Linked DNA regions of Capra hircus: region 1 is linked to region 2. Evidence: chromatin contacts called from public Hi-C data. All regions are on one chromosome and are shown on one strand. The core of a region is the stretch at or near the end of the contact, and the rest is flanking DNA. Distances in the headings are between cores, read along the strand shown.

Region 1 (6,678 bases), core at 3,101-5,600, 33 kb after region 2:
TGTAAAGCACTTGAAACAGTGCCTAGTAGAGACTAACGTAGAGAAGTATGTGTTGTATTAATAATCGTTTTAAAACCCCATCTCAGCATTTTACAGTGTGCAAAACTCCATGTGTTTCTTGTTTCCTTTGAGTCTCACCGTAGCGGGATGAGAGAAGTAAGCAAGGCAGACCTTATAACTGCCCCCCTTTTGCAAATGGGGAAACTGACACTCAGAGAAGAGAAGGGGCCTCTGAGTGGCCGTCTCTATGGGACAGGATTCTGCGGGCGAAGAGAAGGTGGAGATCCTGAGAGCAGTTGAGTCACCCCCACCCCCACCTCCCAGCTCCCATCCCCACCGGCTCAAGGCTGCAGTCCACCTGTGGGTAGTGGGTGCTAGGGCGCTGACCAAAGGCAGAGTCCACAAGGTCACACAGCTTGTCAGGGCAGAGCTGGGACTAGGATTTTGCCCCCTGGGCCCATCCCCACACTTCCGGGCACTTCTTCCTACCTAGGAAGGTGGGAAAGAGATGAATGGGTCTGGAGATTAGCAGAGGTCCCAGAGCAGCACGGCTGGGAGTGGGTGGGTGTGTGCGAGGGTCCCCCTGAGCAGGTGTTCATGTACACGGAGAGAAGCCTACGAGGGCCTGGGCACCAGAGTGGCAGCTCACGATGTGCATGACGAGGCAGTTGCCAGGTGTATGGGTCTGAGGAGATGGGTGGGCTGGGGACTGAGGTGCAAATGAATGACTCGACGCACTGGGGGCCAGAACGAGGGAGTTTGAGGTAGGCAGTGAAAGGCGTGAGCTCACCCCCATGCCCACCCCATGCTGTGCACAGCTGAGGGATGATGCCCTGGGTGGGTACATCCCAGCAATTCAGAGGGGACAGATGGCTTCCAGGGGTGGCCTTGTGAGTAAGCAGGAGGTGCCTGGGAACATTCCTAACAGTGCCCATGACAGGCGTATGTGCGCACGTGGAAGGTCATGATGAACATGGAAGTAGCTGCCATTTACTGGGGGCAGGACAAACACATCAGACAAAGTTCACAGAGTGCTTAACACAGAGCCAGGCTCATGGCAGGGACAGTGTGCCTACTCCAAAACCTGGGCGATACCACGGGTTCAATTCCAGGCCGCCACAATAAAGCGAATATTGCAATAAAGGAAGTCACACAAATTTTCTGTTTCCCAGTCACACTGTACGGTAGCCTATGATCCTATAGTCCCATGTGTGACAGCATCGTGTCTAAAAAAGCAATGTACATACCTTCATTTTAAAATACTTTATTGCTAAAATACACTAACCATCATCTGACAATGAAGGGTTGGCACAAACCTTCACTTTGCAAAAAACAGAATTATCTGTGAAGTGCAATAAAACACAGAATGCCTGTGAATACAGTCATTGTTATTATTATTGTCATCATGATCATCTGGCCTACTCCTCGAAAGAACCCCACGAGGTAGGTGGGGACCCCCCATTTTACAGATGAGGAAACTGAGGCTCACGGAGGGGCAGAGCCGAGTCCAGGCAGCCTCTCTCTGACTCTACCCCACCGTGGCGGCAACAGAGAGGGCTCTGGAAGGAGCGAGGATGGGCTAGGTGCTGTGCACACGCCAGACTGTTTGCTGAATGAGCCTCTGAGGGCTGCAGCCCTGCGGGTGTGGACAGGCCCAGGCCAGGGGCCGCCCGGGCGGAGGAGGGGCTGGGCAGGTGGAGCGGGCTCGCCCTGTCAGGTTCGGTGTCCCCGTGGGGGCTGAGAACGAATGGACAGTTTGGCACCATGCCGGGGTAGGGCCCCCACGCGTGAGGATTAGTGCTAGGGGCGGAGAGCCCAGAAATGGGAAGGTTCTGAGGAAGACAGGTGTGGCTGAGCACCAGGTCAGACCTAAAGGGGCTGTGGTCATGCGCACGAAAGCCTGGGGCAAAGTGCTTAGGACCCAGAAGAGAACGCGGTGCTTAATGATGGGGGGGTGGGGCTCTGAGGAGAGGGTGTGTCTCGGAGTGAGGGTCTGTTGGAAGAGTACAGGTGCGCCTGTACGAATCTGAGGTGGTGCCTGGTTGGACGGAGCGGGGGCTGTGTGCATCTGAGGGAGAGAGCTGACAGCGGGGCACTGAGGCTCTGGGGGCACGTGGGGGCCCCGAGGGTGTCACAGCAGAGCAGGGCACCCGGGGGAGGTCTCTGAGGCAGGCAGCGAGGTGGCTGTTTCTCTGGGCGGGGAGTGTAGGCGGTGTGCTGCTAGGAGGTGTATTGTGTACGCAGGTGTATGTGCCTGTGTAGGTGTGTGTCTGGGTGGGTGTCACCGAGCATACGTATCCGTGTCAAGCTGTCTGTGTCACTGGCAAGGGCAGGCAGGAGAGGGTAGCTGGATAGAGACTGGAGGCCTGGAGGGGACAGAGATCCCTGCCATCCCCTCTCGAACCCAGCCCCCTCCTCTCAGGAACTCAGAGTGTGGACTCAGCCCAGGTTGAGAAGCCAGCAGAGGCCTGGGCTCCTGGAGAGAAATCCCCAGCCACGCTGTGACTGCCCGCCTGGCCTCTGCCTGCTGGTCAGTCCTGCCCACCCCTGTGGATCTGAGGCCACGATGGATCTGAGAACACCTCCTCTATCAGGAATGAAGGAACCTCCCTAGCCAGACCCTTCTCCCCCAGCCCCTAGAAAGATCCAGCCCAGCCTCGGATTCCAGCATTCCTGGAGGCAGGAGGAGCTAGGGACCTGAGTGGCCAAAGCCCCACGAAACAGACGGCCTTACGGTGAACAGATCAGCCGACCTCCCTCCTCTCTTTCCTCCTCTCTCCTCCTTCTCTCTTCCTACTTCTCTGGCAGAAGATAGAGAATGCAAGGCCCAGGAGTATACCCTGCCCCAAAAGGAACACCTAGACACTGGCAACGTGGACAAGAGGGAGGGGCAGAAATGAATGTCCCCACCCCCCAGCACAGAAAAAGCCAGAAGTGTTTGGAAGCCTCGAGGCAGTCAAGAGGACTGGAGACCTGAGACCCACACCCTAAGACGGATTTCATCACTCCCAGTCTGGACAGCTTCCCCCTTCACCTCCAGGCACCAAGGAATAGTCCCCTCCCAGCCCTTGCTGGTTCAACGAGGCACTGAATTCCTTCACCTAGGACTCAGGTGGGGCTGGAGGGTAGAGACCACAACAGCCCCCCAAAGCCAGTTTTGCCTCCAAGGGCCCATCAAGGCTTCAAGGGCTCACACCCCAGCCCAAAGAACCCAGAGCAGAGAGATGGCTCCTTGACTGGGGAGGAGGCTGGGACGAGAGGAATGGTCCCCTCCTCTTTGGGGGTGGGGAGCAAGCCCAGGGCCCTGCAGCTTCCTCTCCCTGCAGCACTCTCTGCCCATAACCCTGTCGCCGCCCCCAGCGCCTTCCCACCCTGGCACAGCCCCCTCCTACTGCTTTCCCAGGCTCCCCCTCTCATCATCCCCAACCTTCCCCCGCAAGCTTCCGCTTCTATCCCTCAGGCCCCCCATCTTTCCCGGCTCTCCACCAGCACATACCCATCTCTGCCTGGAGCACCTTGGCCCCTTCCCCTCTGGTCCCTCCCAATAACCTCCTCTCCCCTTGGCTGCCATCCCCCAGGAAAGCCTGGTCCTCCATGGTGCCCCCAGTATGGAGCTCTTGGCCTGGCCCTGTGCTCCCTGCTTTTCCACTTCTCTCCTTTCCCCTCCCCAGCCCCCTCTCCACCCCCCAAGCCCAGTTCCTCGCTGATGTCTCCCCTGCAGACCCTTCAGAGCACAACAGCTCCCCATTCCCTCTGGAGGAGCACTGCTTCCAGCCCTTGGGGCTAGCAGAGGCTGGGGACCCCCCCGCTTCAGAGCCTCCCTCACAAGCCCTCCGGGTGCACCTCCTTCTTGCCCCATTCCTTCTTCAGTGACCATCCCTCCCACCCCCCTCCATTCACCCCAGCTCGGGGCCAGTGCCCCTCCACAGGGAGCCTCCTATCCCCAACCCCCCCAGCCGCTTAGCCGCCTCGCTGTCACCCAGCCAGCCCTCTCAGCGCGGCAGCGCCCCCGCCCCCCAATCCATCCTTCCTGCCTCCCCCGCCCCTCCAATCGTTCCCCTCCCCCGATCGGCTCCCGCCCCCCGCCCGTCTCCGCCGCAGCCCCCCCTCACCCCGTACCTGGTTCTGGGGGCGCCAGGAGGAGGGTGGGGATCAGAACCCCGGGGCCGCCCCGTCTCCGGCGGTTGGCAGAACCAGGGCCAGCAGCGTCGGCCGCCTCGCGCCTCTCTCGCTCCCCGCCACGTCCCCGCCCGCCTGCTGGTCCACCCGCCCCGCCGCGGTGCCGCTCAGGGGAGGATGCTCCGCGAGTCAGGGCGGCTGCTCCCGCCGCCGCATCCCTGCAACACCGACTGACGGCAGCATCAGCACCAGTGCCCGCCCCCCGGGCGCGCGCATTGGATCACGCCGCGCTAACGGACGAGCGGCGCAGCCAATGCGAAGGCGCAGAGGCCGCCGGTGCCCGCCGCTGCTCCACAGGCCCACCTCCTTCCTCGGCGAGGAACCCAGGCGTTCCAGTCTCAGGGTATCCGAGTTCTTTCCCGCTTCTCGAGGTCCTTAGCCCTGGCGCCTGGGCCCCGAAACCGAGCAGACATCCGAAACCAGCCCCAGTGACTTTTCCGGAAACCCAGTCGCCCTAGCCTCTTGCCCTGGGGTCCCGCACCCCCCGGCCGGCTGGACCGCGTGGCAGCTCCAGGGGCTGGGGCGAGTCGAAGGGGAAGCCGTGGGCCCAGACTTCGGGCACCGAGGGAGCAGGACCTGCGCGGGGCCCGGGCCGCAGCGCCCTCTGCTGGCCACGCCTAATGTCGGGCCCGGGTTGCCCGGAGCCTAAGGAAACGAGACCCCGCCCGCGCCTGTAAGGTGCCTTTCCCAGCCCTTGCCTGGCTTCTGCCTCTTACTGCCCAAGGGCTCCCTGGCTGCCCCTAGAAGTGAGGAGGGGAGGTTTTTCCTGGGAAAAGGACAGAGGCGCGGTGAGGGAGGGAAAGGCAGAGATGGGGGCGGGGTAGATCTAGGGGCTTAGAGTTTCACAGCCCTGCCTCATGGGAATCCCAGAATTTGAAGCCTGATTCCCGGTCCTGCCTAGAACTCTGGACTAGCAGCAGGTTGAGGGGCAGGGCTGTGGATTCACACAGCCTGGAGCACTGAAGGGAAGCTGGCAGGAGCTCCCTTCAACCAGAACTCTGAAACCAGAAGTTTCAGAGTGAATGTGGTACTGGAGTGAAGGTTTTCCCCGTGAGGGCGTCAGCATCACTGCATGGCTATGAATGTGGAAGAAGGGGCCCCTCATTCACTCAGCCAGCCCAAGGTGGGCCCTGGCACCAGCCAGTGTACCACAAAGTCGGGTACACTGAGTTTCTGAATGAGGCAGAGTGTGTGTGTGTGTGTGTGTGTGTGAGTGTGTGTGTGTGTTTGTGAGTGTGTGTGTGTGACCATTCTGCCAGCTCACTCCATGACCCTGATTTCTGTTGCAGGGTCTGTGATCTGCACAGCCAGTGGTAGGTGGCACTTCCTTAGCCAGAGGCTACACGCAAGAACACTCACATTCGACCACTATTGCAAGCACCGGCACTCAGAGGCATGCTCATGGCCATCCACACCTATCCATGTGTGTATAGGCATTCCCAAAGGAACACACAGGGACACCTACAGAAATGCCTCCCCCACCATGGTACAACACCCACAGGAAACACATGCTTGCTCAAGAACATACACAAACTTGTGCACACAGGGGCCTGGGGCAAGTGCATGCCTAGGGGAACAGGTGTACACAGAGGACCTTCCCGCGAGGTCATCCTGGCGCCTGAGGCACTTTGCACAGAGTGGTCAATTACTGAGTAGATGTATGGGGACCCACACCCCCTCAAGAGAGCTCTCTCCCCAGCCTGTGAGGGGATGAGAGGGGGAACCCAGGCCATAGAACCCTAGGGCTTGGAAAGAGAGATCCCTGAGCCAGGTTCCAGACTTGGAGGGCCTCCGCTGACCTTGGACAGACCCTCAGGATGGCCTCCACCAAGCCCACTAGCTGAGCCAGAGAATGGGAACTGCTGAGTCAGGGCCAGTGGACGTGGAATTGCCTCTCTGACCCCAGAACCTACTGCCCTGCCCATCCCCTCATTGACGCTTTCCCTGCAGCCTACGCGCACACACACACACACACACACACACACACACACACTACATATAACACACACAGACTCCAGGGCATAGATGGGCAAACAGGTGCAGTGACTCACAAAGACTCTCAAACCCTTATGGATGGGTGTGTGAAAGGGTGGGGGGAGATGTAAGAGTGAGCACTTACACACTCTGTGTGGTCACACACACCCCCCTCGGTTCCCTGGGCCACCCTTCCCCACCAAGGGCAGGAAAGGTCACCTGGCAGCTGCTGTGCCTCCCTGCCCCTCCCCCAGTTACAATGATGTCTCTCCCCACCCAGGTCCGAGGTTCACACTGCTAGATGTAGTTGGGGCCCACCGCATCCAGACACCTCTGCCCAGTAGGCACCCACCCAATGTGGCCCTTCTCCCACGCACAGTCCAGTGAGGACACACGGTGGAGGGGAATGCCGCAAACACAGCGTGCGCGCCTGTGCACACACATGCACACACACACACAACGGGAAGCTTGTCCGCCGAGTTCACATGGACAACCACAAAAAGGCAGTTGGGTGTCACACTCTCC
Region 2 (6,915 bases), core at 49-2,548:
CGGGCGTAGGTCCAGGGCACCCAGAGCCTCTCGATCCCAATTGCAAGCTGTAGGCTCTCTCCCCTCCTCCCACTGGCCCCCTCCTCTCTGGACCCCGACGTCTTTGCTGTCAGAAGCAGCTTCCTCCACGCCTAGCTCCAAGGCAGGAGGCTGCTAAGTGGCTCTCACACTGACAGCTGACAATTAAGCTGCCACAGGGCCAGGCGAAGCAGACAGAAGCGAACAGTCTCACCATCTCCTCCCCAACCAGCCCTCCCCCAGCCACTCCCCTTAACAGAAAGATGCGGAAGAGAAACAAGAGGCTGCACCTGAAGTCTTCCTAGAGTGTCCCCCTTTGGCGGGGCACCAAGGGTCTCCTGAGTGCAGCCCACTTCCCCCTCCTGCCTCTTTTCTGGTGATGGCCATTCTCACTGCCTGGGAACAGTCTCAAGTCTGACCACCTGGGATGGGACTCGTAGGCCTGCTTCATAGCACTGAGCAAATGGAGAGAATGGGGTGGGGGGCAAGGGGAAGACACATGGGAGGGTGATGTGGGTGACAGATGTGCCAGGGAGCAGGGGGCGGGGCTTACACAGGAGGCCACCTCGATGGCTGTCACCATCCGCGCCAACTTCCTAGTCCAACCTGAGAGGACAGTGCTGACAGGTCCTAGGTTGAGCGCCTCCCAGGGTGGCCAGAGGGCAGGTGTAGGACCCCTGTGTGCCAGGAGATGACTGGAGGCAAGATACACAGGCAGGCCTGGCTCGTGTGTGTGTGTGTGTGTGTGTGTGTGTGTGTGTATACACCCAGCATAGGGCTCCTTTCACTGGCACTCTAAACAGAAGTGAAAACAACTGGAAGGGCCTTAGGGGCATTTAGCTTTCTACAAATGGATGACAACGGCTTAGTGGTGGGAAGGTGGGGTCCTAACCCTACACCTTCACAAGCCAGAGCCCACATCCGTCAAGGGAAGAAAACGGGCCCTGGAGTCCAGGGAGCACAGAGGACCTGGACTCTGACAGGACTCTCCCAGCTGGGCCCACCCATCTCGCAGGTGAGGCTGGGAGTGAACGAGACAGCCGGCTGAGGGCCTTCGTGAAGGGCGGAGTTTCTCAGCACAGGCCCCCAAGCCCAGGAAGAGGCAGGGCATTCGGCCCTCAGAAGCCACCTGCCCACAATGTGCCAAGCCCCACCATCAGCACGGCGTGTGGAAGCCGGGGCTCTCTGGTGCGCCTCCTGCAGATGCCCCTCCCCTGCACAACAGCCCTGCTCTCCCTCCGGGCAGGCTGCCCGCAGACTCAGTCCTCACTGCCTCCGGATGCCAAGGCACCAGCTGCTGCCCCAGAGCCTGGCACAGCACTCGCTGCAGCTGGCAAGGCCCGGTTTCCTGAGGCTGTGGGGCAGCAATGGCTGGTGGGGCACGGGCCACGTGGGGACAGCTGGAAGCCCCACTCTGCCCACCTGAGGGCTCCAGCAGAGAGGGCCAGAAAACAAAGAGGAGTCAAGGAGAGACAAGGAGGGAAAAGTAGGGAAGAATGGTGATGTGGAGGCAGGCCATGTGGAGAAGGAGAAAGATGGACCATGGGGGACAGAAGGGGTCTGGAGACAGCACAGAGTTGGGAATGAGCAAGAGATGATGGGGAAGCAATCTGGATAAAGACAAGCACTAACCGGGAGGGGACAGGTAAGGGTGATGGAAGAGGGCCAGCAAGGAAAGGGGGACAGAGACCTCTAGGGAAAGGAAGCCAAGGCCTTGCTGTTTCCATAGCAACCAGGCCTGCTGCCCAGGCACTGGCAGAGCCGGGGGGCTCAAGGACCAGAAAAGGGAACGTGTTTGACCTTGAGTTTGCTCCATGTCCTAGTCTCTCCCGAAAGCCCGGCCTCCCCTCCCACTCCCTCACCTTCACGGCAGTCAAAGAAAATATTAAAAGGAGAGTCAAACAGAAAGAAAGGAAAGAATAAGGCAACCACGTGGAAAAGTGATTGGAACAGAACAAAAGAGCCCTGTGAAAAGGAGAGAGGCGGGCCTAGAGCCGGGCCCCAGCTGCCAAGGCAAAGTGGAGAGACGAGGCCATTCCTCGACTCTGCCGGGCTCCACTCCGGTCTCCTGGGAGAGGAGCCAGAGTAAACGTGTCCTCCATTGCCTGCCGCCGCCAGAGACCCAGCAGGCCAGGGATGGGAAGAGGCTTGGAGGAGCCAGAGGGAACCTGGAAGAACTGGAGGAGAGCGACGGAGAAGAGATGAGTAAATGTGAACCAGAAAACCCAAGAACGGTGGGAAGGACAGACAGAGACCTCCCTGGGGTCGGGAGGAAGCAGAAGGACCTCTTGGGATTGGTGGGGATGGGGGGGCCGTCTGTCAGGTAAGGATATGGGGGTCACCAGGCCCACTGAACTCCCGAGAGTGTGAAGCAGATCTGAAAGAAGCGGGACATGGAACAGCAGGGGGCGCTCGCTCCCATCCCGCCGCCGTGTAGACGCCCCAGAACTACAACTCCCAGCATCACTTGAACATTACCACTCCTAACCGTCCCTGGCACAGGCAAGGGGTCTCTGCTGACACTCGTTTGTCTCCCAGGGTCGGGGAAGTGGAGCCCTACCAGTGTCCCCAGTCAAGCTGGATGTAGCTGGAGACCAGCTGTTATGGTCCTGAACCTTTAAAGGCCGTGAGGGGCAGAGCAGCCGCCTCCTTTTCAGGCCCTGCTCAAAGCCCTCCTCTGGGAAGGTCTCCAGCCCCCTTAGCCCCTCCCTGCTCTCAAGCACTACAGCTGTCTGTTCTGCTCATTTGGCACTTACTGCCTAGTAACATCTTGTACTGCTCCCTTGAGAGGAAGTATGATGTGAAAAAGAAGACCTGGGCACTAATGCTGGCTCTTGCACCAGCTTTGTGACCTTGGCCAAGAGGCAGCATCTCTAAGGCCCAGCTTCCTCCTCAGGACAAAGAAGCTGATCAGCTGCCTACCTCCCAGGTTGCTGTGGGCATCTAGAAAGAGACTGGATGGGGTGAGGCTTCCTAAACTGTAAACCATTCCACAAATAAACGACTTGTGTTACTGGGATGTAACGTTCTGTGTGTGTATGCGCTGCCTCTCTCTCTCTCTCCATCAATGAATAAATTAACTCCTCTGCACAAAGTCTGCACTTTGCCTATACTTTGCATGTACCAACACTGTATTGTAGTTATTTGTTAGAACGTCAATGAGCCCCTTGAGGACAGAGCCCATTCACCCATTTAAAATAAATCTGCTGAGTACACGCCTACATATGTGCCAGGAGCCATGGAAAGCATCGGGGGTATATGAACGAAAATACCCAATCACTGTCCTCAGGGAGCTCGGTTGAGAGGGGGAGGCAACCAGGTAAAGTGACAGTTACGATGCCGTGTGGCGAGTGATATAATGAATGTGCAGACAAAGGGAACGCCGTGCAGAGTCTGGGGTTTGCCGAGGGAACTTGGGGGAGACTTCCAGCGCGGGTGGCCTAGCTGTTTTTCGAGAGTCAGCTGAAAGAGATACCAAACGGCTGGGGAAGAGGGCAGAGATGGCAGAAATCGAGGCCAACAGAACAGCACATCCTAAAGAACAGGACTTGATGGCCCTAGGGCTTGGCACCCGCTGGAGCTCCTTGAGGGGTTGCTTCCCTGCCCTGCAAACTTCTTAGGAAGAGATTCTCTTAAGAGATAGCCTTAGTGCAGGAAAAATAGGGAGCTTGAAACCTACAGCCCTGAGACAGGATAAAGGGCCCCAGGCTGGCCTCAGGGGCATTGGTGAGGTCAGTCTCCTCATCTGTAAACCAAGGGCCACAAGCCCTTCCACCAGCGGGGGGTGGGGGGTGGGGGGAGGGCGTGAAGGCTCACTAAAGTGACGCCTGTGTTACATACCTATTAAAAATGCCAGTGTCTTCACCAGAATCCCCCTGGGCTGACACCGAGCATGCCTTCAGAATGTGATGGTTAAACGGGGTGTCGAACCTGCTGCCCAGCCACTCTCCCAGGGAAACAGGTACTCTCAAGGCATCCCTGTTCTTTGGCCTAAACAACTGCCACAAGAAGACATCTGTGTTCTAGAAATAGGTCATCAGGACAACAGGGCTTTGGGAAAGAGATGGAGCTCTGTGACCCTTCACACCAGGGCAGGTACTACGAGTGCGGGGTAGACCTCAGAGCCAGGAGAAGGCTCGAGGCCTCTGTTGACTCTGCTGCCCTCCAGAAAGTGAAGTTGGCCTGCGGGGGTGGTAAGGGCTGGGCTCTCTGGGGACCGTGGGGTCACTGACCTTTTGACGACTGGTGCACATCGCCGGCTCCTCCTCTCCCGGCCCCCCCCTCGGAGAACAGTAAGGACCCTACTGGAGAAGCAGAATTGGGGAGTCAGGCACAGGGGGCTAGCCAGGCAGTCCCACCCCAGCCTTGAGGTGATAGAGGGCCTTTTCCAGGGCAGAGCACCTGCCTGGAGGTACAGTGAGGGTGGGAGTGTGCTCTGGATACTCATCTGCTTCAGGGCCTCTGGAGAAGGAGCTGGTTGACAAACCAAGAACACCAGCCCCACGAACCCCATCAGACTCAGCCACGGATTCCACCCCTTGCCCAGGGCTGGGGAGATTAGGATGGAAGAGCAGAGGCCTCATTGCTGGCTGAGGAGCCCCTTCTGCCCGACCGCCTGCCAATGGGACAGCCCTCTGGTCCTGGGGGCCCTGAACGTTCACGGCCACTCTCGACCCCGACCTGCTGGGCCAGGTTCCTGCTCTTCCGCTCATGCAATCGCTTGACACAGCAACCCCTCTTCTAAAACCGCCCCCGTTCCCACACCAAACCCCTCTTCTGTTCTCTGCCATATTCAAGGCAAGCCTGCTTCTCCGTCTACAGCTGTTCATTTACTGCAGTGTGTGCTCTCAAGGTTGCCTTCGTCCACTTCTTGGCCAGTCAGACTGAGGGGCTTTCCAGGGGCGGGGTCACACTCCCTTGGCTCCTGGTCCTTGCATGGTGCCCGCAGCAGGGCCGTGCACACCAGCAGGTCCTGCCAGGCCAAGCTCACCGTGGGGGCAGGAAGGCCTTTCTCAGGGAGGACATCTTGCTCCCCACTGCCCAGTCCCCTGACCCTGGGCCTCCTCTCCAAAGTCCCCGCAAGCACATGTCGCCACATCTGGGCCCCAGGCTGCCTTGAGCTCTCTGCCCACCCCGACCAGTGACTCCCAGGCACCACAGCTACCACCAGCCCCTAGGAGATGGTTCTTGAGGGGAACTCAAGGATGGAGTTTAAAAGTCCCTGTCTGGGCCCTGACTCCAACCCCAACCCCCAGAACTAAAGCTAGAATAATGCCTGAGCTGTGGCCTTTCGGGGGTGGGGTGGGGATGGGGGTGGGGGCTTTAGGGAATCCTTCAGGCCTTCATCTATGACAATGGTAAGCCATAGCTGGCATCTCCAGAACCAGGCACTGAGAGGCAAGAAGGATGTGAATCAACCCACCAGGCCCTGACTACCCACTCGGGACTTCCTCCCTTCACACATTTCTTGCCATAATTTCACATCCCTGCACGAATTCCAGGTCTCTACCGCCCCAGGCCTAAATCCATCACATTCCAGATCTCAGTCTCTCCCCACAGCCCAGCCTGCATCCTGTAGGCCTCTCCTGCTTACAGGCTAAGACCGTCACCCCATCTCTCTGGAAGGTGAGCCCCGACAGAGAACCACCCTGGGCAGGGGAGCAGTGCCTGAGGGTCTGGGAGGGAGTCAGTGACAGGAAGGTCAGAGCTGGGGGATCGTGGTCAGGACTCCTGGGCTCTGTCTCCAGGTTTGCTGAACACCAGGGCTTTTAAAGACGGTAAGGACTTGGTCGAAGGGAGGCTAAAAATAGCTGAGCAGTCCCAACGGTACCACCAATTAAAGGCTGTGTAATCACTAGCAAGTCACTTCATCTCTCTGGGCTTAAATGCCCTCATCTGTCAAACAGGGTCAGGAGACATCCTCAGGTCACCGGCGAGGGTGTATGGGCCGGGGTGGGGCGGCACGGGGGGCTGTGGAAAGGGGGCATCCCACAGCAGCAGAGTGAGGGGAATGAGGCTGCCTAAAATCCTCTTCCTCCAGCCCATGCTTTTCTCTTTGTATTTGGGTTCACAGAAGAGAAAGAATGATCAGAATGACTGGAAGGAAATAAAACACCACCATGAGAAAGAAAAAAAAAAAAGAAGCAAGATACACTATCAGGAAAACGCAAAAAAGGTGACTGGAGACAACGGCAGGAGTTCAAACATCTCTTGATGTCAGAAACCAAGGTGGGATGAGGGCGGATGGAGTGAGTCGGGGGAGTTAGGGGAGGGGAGAGCACACACCGGGACCAGCCCCCCGCCCCCCTGCCCCAGCACCCAATAAAATAAAGCTATGGCAGAGGAAGAGGGTAGGAAGGCAGGAAGGAGGCGGGGCAGGTGGGGGAGGGGGAGGGGTGGGGAGGGGGCGGGGCCAGAAAAATCCAGGCGCAGGTTGGGGGCCATCCAATCCAAACCAAACCAGAGCTTCAAACCATACCTTCGCTGTTTAACGTCAGGTGAGCCGGACCTTGGAAAGGGGAAGGAGAGAAAGAAAGAGAGGAGAAAAAAAAGAAGAAAAAAAGAAAGAAAAGGGGAAAGAAACAAAGAAAACACGAGTCATCAAAATCAGCCAGAGAGAGGGGAGAAAAAAGCTTTTGCTGCCACAATTTAAAAACCCTTTTAACTTGTGACAGACATCGGGGGAAAGCCCCCAGCCCAGAGCTGAGGGGAGGGGCCCCGATGCCGAAATAGAAGGTGGAGGGCACCAGAGGGGGAGAGAGAGAGAGAGAAGGGGGCGCCGGAAAGGGGGACCGGGTACAGGCAGAACCAGAGGAAGGAGGGGGCAGGGAGTTACTGCAGGGGAGAGGAGAGTTTGGTTTCTTTTTTTTTCTTCTTGCCGAAAAAAAAAAGGAAAAG

What was found. A called contact is a pair of places that touch in the nucleus more often than the background predicts.
Region 1: a contact with region 2 is called in a Hi-C map of blood, with 4 times the contacts expected there. The contact joins the promoter of NRXN2 here to the enhancer-like site in region 2. A contact is called at or near these places in 2 of 5 Hi-C or Micro-C datasets (both in blood).

What each region holds. Positions count from the first base shown.
Region 1 is chr29:43,385,359-43,392,036 of ARS1.2, forward strand. NRXN2 (neurexin-2-beta) reads right to left here and starts at 4,351. Exons shown (of 21, transcript XM_018043415.1): 1 at 4,120-4,351.
Region 2 is chr29:43,355,098-43,362,012 of ARS1.2, forward strand. NRXN2 (neurexin-2-beta) reads right to left here. Exons shown (of 21, transcript XM_018043415.1): 4 at 6,497-6,526; 5 at 4,251-4,322. Among named protein-coding and RNA genes, the nearest start is that of NRXN2, 31 kb to the right of the region's middle. Within about 2 kb of position 1,299, at least 2 of the 5 cell types and tissues checked have an H3K27ac peak or open chromatin away from gene starts, as enhancers often do.